Linked DNA regions of Mus musculus: region 2 is linked to region 1. A link is a contact called in public HiChIP or PLAC-seq data. All regions are on one chromosome and are shown on one strand. Each heading gives the region's core, a stretch centred on a gene start, on an enhancer-like site or on the middle of the called end of the contact. The rest is flanking DNA. Distances are from core to core; before and after follow the strand shown. Region 1 holds the start of Atf6b (activating transcription factor 6 beta). Region 2 holds the start of Cchcr1 (coiled-coil alpha-helical rod protein 1).

Region 1 (2,895 bases), core at 215-2,714:
AGGGAGAGGATGGCTCGGACTTCACCTGAAGATCTGGGGGGGAGAAAAGTTCCGAGGTAAGCAGGGAGGCTGGGGACGAGGCTCGGGGCTGAGACCATGTCTTGCCTGTGCCAAACCAACACTGCAGAAATGAGTAACGGAGGAGCAGAGCCTAGCATTGCCTGTAGCGTGGTGCTGAGGTGGGGCAGGAGAGTAAGGGCAGACAACACCCCAGGGATCACAGGGAGGAGCACACAGGGATGTTAGTTTCTGGGAAGCAGTGGGAAGAGAAGGGCATTTGGAAAGATGAGGGGAATCCTAAGGGCGCCTTACCTGGGAAGATGGGTAGAGGGTCCCAAGGGGGCTCAGGGGGGCTGACATCCATCCCCACATCCAGAGAGCTGCTGTCAAACTAAGCAGTGGGACATATTAGCGGGCAGGAAGGTGAGAAAGTACGACAGCAAAACAGGAGCGACACAGCTTGCAAATTAAGACGCCCACTGTGTCAAGGCTCCATAGTTTACAGAAAAAAATGTTTCTCTTTTGCTTTCGTTGTATTTTACTAACAACCACTAACCACCTATTCTCGCCCCTGTAGACACACAGCTGTCAGTCTTTTATCTGTACCCCATAAGAAGGATCCCAAAAGGCCAGAAGGGGCTGCTCTCTAAAATCCTGACTTAGTTGGCTAGTCCCGGGTGCGCCTCTAAAATAAAACTTGAGCCAATTAGACCAATGGACTTTTGAAACTGGTCTTTCTCCTCGAAATTTTCGAGTTTAACATGAGCAGGGGTGACACCCTGATGAGCTCTGTGGCTTGGCAATGACTCCAAGTTTGGGGTCGCCCTCCCACCACCAAGGGTCATAAGAGAAACTCTGAGGTAGCAATACCGGGACATCCTGCTCCACGCAACGGAACAACTGTGCCTGCTCCTCGGCCACTTCATCCAGGCCACTGTACAAGGTGCTGTCTGCATGGAGGCCCGCGTGTCAGGAGGGTGGCACGCCAGCCCCGGCTCCATCCCTCATTGGCTCGGCCGGGCCAGACCCACCGCCCGCCCACTCGCTCAGCCTTACACCCTAAGGCGTCCAGCCCCTCTCCCCTGACCCCGGGCAGCCCCGTGCTCCCACGGGAGACCAAGGTCTTCCCTCCTCCCGCATCCCGGGGAAGCGCGAGTCCCGCTGCGCTCTCCCTCGGAGGATGGGCTCGGCGTCCGCCCAGCCTTCCTCGTTCACCCTCTGCTGCCTTCCCGCGTGCCTCGGGCCCATGGCGAGCCTCAGCCCGCTCCTCCCCCGGGGCCCCACTCCGCGCACCCCAGTCCTCCGGACTCAGCAGGTTGTCGGTGAAGAAGCGCGTCGGGTCGGCGATCTCACTGAGGAGCATCAGCTCCGCCATCTTCCCCCCACCCCCCACCATGAGCCGGCTCCCCGGCCCGCCTCCTCCCGGCCGCGGCAAATCCATGAGCTCGCTGAGGAAAACCGGCGTCCCGGAAGTCCTGATGACCAGTCAGAGGCTTAGTTGGTGAACACGTGACACGAAGGAGCAATGACTGTGCATGCCGGGCCAATGGCACGGGTCAGCCGCTTTACCGATCCAGGCGAGACTGTGCGTGCGCCGTACAGGCCCCAGAAACTAGCATTGTGGGAAATGTAGTTCCTAGCACTTAGGGTTCCGGCATCTGGGCTAGAGTGTTCATGCTTGAGCAGTTGTCCGCAAACATCTGCACCCATGTGGTGCCCATAAACTCATGAAGGCACACGCATAATGAATGAATTATTAATGAATAAACGAATGAGCAAAGTTCCAGCATTTAGGATAAGAGATGGCTCAGCAGTTTAATATTGCTTATTGCGACTAGGCGGTAGTGGTGCACGCCTTTAATCCCAGCACTCAGGAGGCAGAGGCAGGCGGATCTCAGCCTGGTCTACAAAGTGTGCTCCAGGACGGCCAGGGTTGTTACACAGAGAAGCCCTGTCTCAAACCCTCCCACCCAAAAGGAAAGTGCTTGTTGCTCTTATAAGGGTCTGGATTACATTCTCAGCACCCACACCTGGCGACACGCAACCACTTGTAACTCCACCTCCCTGGGATGCAACTCCCTGACATCCGGAAGTTCTGGCGTTTGCCACAGCCAGTCCCAAATAGACAACCTCTCCTATCCTCGGAGGTGGATACGCTTCCCGGGACTCCCTCCACCAAGTGGCTCACTGACACCGTCGCTAACTCCCTGTAGGTCAGAACGAGATACGAGTTCAAACAACTTCCTTCGGGGCCCTTGAAAATTCCACAACACAGACCACAGTTCGCGGGTTCCTGTCTCCTTTAATCAGCTAAACATCTTGCGCAGTCCCCGAGCCAGCCCTGCATCCTGTTTCCTTCCCTGAATGACCACCTTCCCCAGCTCCTCTTTCGCTGCACGGTTTTTGGGATCTACTGCTAGCACTTTCTTGAAATCAGCAGTGGCTTTTTCCAAGTCCCCGAGGGCAGCCCGAGCAACCCCCCTTCGGTATAAGGCCTTTAAATGGCCCGGCTCCCGCTCCAGCACTCGGTCACAGCTCTGGGCTGCCAACTGGGGGTGTCCTAGCAGCAACTGGCAGGCAGCCAGATTGGCATAAAGGGTAGTTCGTTCGGGAGGGCCGGGTGGGGGCAACGTCAGCAGCAGTCGGAGAGCCCGTCCATAGCATCGGGCAGCCCCTTGAGGGTTCCCAGCTCGAAACAGTTCTGTACCCCTTCTGTGTTCTTCTTTGGCCAGAGCCTCCTTCTCCATAGCCTCCATCTCCCAGGAGTCCCGGCCATTGGTGAAGGAATCCAGTCTGAGTTTAGCAAGAGGTGCAGAGGATCCAGGAAGGTGAATCTTTGCCTCCTCACCTTGACGCATAGACTCCAGGCATTTTTCCATGAGTTCCCCCCACATT
Region 2 (2,895 bases), core at 264-2,763, 870 kb before region 1:
AGTCCAAACATCTATTCTCACTAACCCCAACGCATGTGGTCTATGCGTCGTAGGGGCCAACAATGGCCTATAGAAAAACCACACAAGTTATAGAACCAGGGGCTGAAATGAAGGCATGCGTGTATGAAGGACCATGTGTCAGTCTGAGGAAGAGGTGATTGGCAGATCCCTACCTGCCTCTCCGCCCTAGCCCCTGCCCATCTCCACAGAAATCCTGTCCCCACGTGGTCACTGTCGACCTCTGAGCATCTAGCCGTCTCTCTAAGACATCTTGGCTGGCCGGAGATTGGACCAAGGGAACGTCTGAAGCCCAGGTCGGGGCCATTCTTGGCAGAGTTGGAAGGGGCCGAGCTTGGAAGTGGGAGGGAGGAACCAGCCCAGCAAAACCTGAGGGGGTCACAAGAATAAAGACTGTCAGATTCTGAGAGAGGGGGAGAGGGAAGAGGGAGATGATCCTGGTCTCCTTGACTAGCCTCACTGACCTGACGGTGGCAACATCTTCCTGTTATATGAATCCTGTAGCTCTTGTCTCCAGTCACCTATGTTCCCCTGGACAATAGGAGAAACAAGGATACTTCAATTCAATTTTTCAGGCCACCTTCCAAAGAAAAAGCCCTATAAAAACAAAGTCATAATCCTTAAGTTACTGACAGGTCTATCGGGCTGTACGCTTCTCTTTTCCTACTTCCCTAAGGCACACGGTAACCAAACCACTTGCTTGTCCCAACTACGCTCCTGATAGAATGAACCAGGCAACAACCCTAAGGTAAATTTACTGAGACGAGGCTTCCTTCTACTTACAGGAATGTGGGTGGTGTGCCTTTACCTTCCTCCTTAAGTGTCTACGGTCCCTGCAGCTCAGGACTCTCTGGACACAGTATAAGGAGCCCACTCTCCACAGTCCTTGCCATGGAATGGTAGGGCCGTTGGGAAGCCCATCTAGGCACCATCGAGCCAGGATTTCTGAGTCATTTCCTATTAAAGAGTTAGCCCAAGGCCTGGTCCGGGAAGAATGAGGCCACATGTGGGGTTAAGCGTCTTCCCTAGGATCCCTGAGGAATCGGAGCAGCCGGGAGCCCGTTGCTGGGAAGCCAGCTTCCTGGCAACTCATCTGGGCCTCTCTGTAACGGGCCTCAGTTGCTCTCTATCCCCTCGGCTTCCATTCCCGATGCATCTCTCTTCGGAGTCCTACAGCATCTTCTTTCCCCCACTTCCATCAGAATTCAAGTTTTTGGGTTTTTTTTTTTTTCACTCAACCCCCGCGATTCCTACCCGTTTCTCTTCCTAGACCTAGTATGAGTCTTTTTCGATGGAATTATCTTGGTCGCTCCCTGTCCTGTCTCCCCCACTTCTCTCCCGCACACACCCCGGGCTAATCCCCGTCAGGACCCTGAACTCTGAGGCTGTCTTGACCTCCTCATCTATCCTTTGACCCAGCTCCTGCACCCCTCTTGCCCTGTGGATCCCCTCCGCCCCCCTTGCGCCCCCTCTCAGACTCTTCCCGCCCCCAACTGACTCTCCCCGAACGCCCCTTACCCAGCGCGAGATCCGCCCTCTTGCCACGCCCCTTACACCTAGCACCCAGTCTAGACGCCACACCCAGATCACGCATGCGCGGGGCGGCGGGCTGCTCTACAGCTCCATTTCTCCCTACCGGAAATAGGAAGAAGAAAGGTGCAAGCAGGCACCCTGACGCCCCAAACTTTCTCCGCGCCCTGACGGCCCCTCCTCTCCCCGGGAACCCGGGAAAACGTGCCGGCCAATCAGAAGTGGCGGAGAGCGGGAGATGAGCAACTCCCCCCTGCGCATCGGCCAATAGAGCAAATGGGTGCAACTCAGATGGCCAATCAGAAGCAGCCGGCGGGGGGGCGGGCTCGCGGGCGCGAAGTCGGACCCGGGAATTCCGAAGGAGGAGTCTGCGCAGCGCGCGCGCGCGCCTTCACCCAAGCCCCGCCTTCGGGGCGGCTTCCTTGGCTGTCAAACCTCGGCGGGAGCGCGGGACGCAGGGTACGGAATCCCTTCCTCAGTTTACCCCGCGAGCGAAAAAAAGAAAGGGTGAGATCCACTTTGTTACAGAATTAGGGACCCGTCTGCGCCGCCCTTTGCGGGTGACAGTGGATTCACTTCCCTTAGGGGAACTGATCCGAAGAGCGGGGGTGGGGGGGAAAGATGGAAGGGGTGCGCTACTTGGATTAGAAAGTTTAACCATAAATTCCCTGACTCCAGGTTACACTTAGGGAGAAGACCCGTGTCACACGCACGTTTGTGTACCAGGGCCCCTTCACCCCCTCTGCCTGTTCCCAGTTGCGGTTTAAACTAGCTTTGCCTTGCACAGATTGTCGGAGGCTCCCGGATGTTGAGCCGCCTGAGGATCCGGCTTCACTGAGGTGCCACAAGACGTCTTCCTGGTTTTGCATCGCATCAGGACTTTACTGGAATTGCTTTTTAAACCTCATCTTGACAGCCTCTGTCTTGGTGCATATCCAGGCCTCTGGCGCTCTGAATCTGCACTGCTTAAGTTGGCATTAGGCACAATACTTAGCTGTTGACATCAGAGAGAACTGAATTGAAGCCCACGGTGCATGACCCAGGAGTAGGAGAGGGAATGGACTTCTGAGGTGGGCAAAGTGGTGCAGAGGGGGCACCCCCCATGCTGCCCTGTTTCCAGCTGCTGCGTATAGGGGGCGGCAGGGGCGGTGACCTCTACACCTTCCACCCCCCGTCCAAGTCTGGCTGCACCTATCGATTGGGCTGCAGGGCCGACCTGTGTGATGTGGCCCTGCGGCCCCAGCAGGAGCCCGGCCTCATCTCTGGAGTCCATGCGGAATTGCATGCTGAACTCCAAGGGGACGACTGGAGGGTCAGCCTGGAGGATCACAGCAGCCAAGGTAAGCA

What was found. HiChIP or PLAC-seq counts read pairs in DNA pulled down with a chosen protein or histone mark.
Region 2: an H3K27ac HiChIP or PLAC-seq map of embryonic stem cells shows a contact between it and region 1, with 4 times the contacts expected there. The contact joins the promoter of Cchcr1 here to the promoter of Atf6b in region 1. A contact is called at or near these places in 2 of 39 promoter capture datasets (cranial neural crest and liver), 1 of 484 Hi-C or Micro-C datasets (CD4 T cells) and 1 of 115 datasets of contacts at active chromatin or transcription factors (embryonic stem cells).

What each region holds. Positions count from the first base shown.
Region 1 is chr17:34,645,715-34,648,609 of GRCm38.p6, reverse strand. It overlaps Atf6b (activating transcription factor 6 beta), which reads right to left and starts at 1,464. Exons shown (of 18, transcript NM_017406.4): 1 at 1,294-1,464; 2 at 871-950; 3 at 313-391; 4 at 1-33. The coding sequence starts at 1,396. It overlaps Fkbpl (FK506 binding protein-like), which reads right to left. Exons shown (of 2, transcript NM_019873.3): 2 at 1,793-2,895. The coding sequence ends at 2,307.
Region 2 is chr17:35,515,871-35,518,765 of GRCm38.p6, reverse strand. It overlaps Cchcr1 (coiled-coil alpha-helical rod protein 1), which reads right to left and starts at 1,513. Exons shown (of 18, transcript NM_001372297.1): 1 at 827-1,513; 2 at 483-549; 3 at 174-387. The coding sequence starts at 1,024. It overlaps Tcf19 (transcription factor 19), which reads left to right and starts at 1,942. Exons shown (of 4, transcript NM_001163764.1): 1 at 1,942-2,007; 2 at 2,336-2,888. The coding sequence starts at 2,651.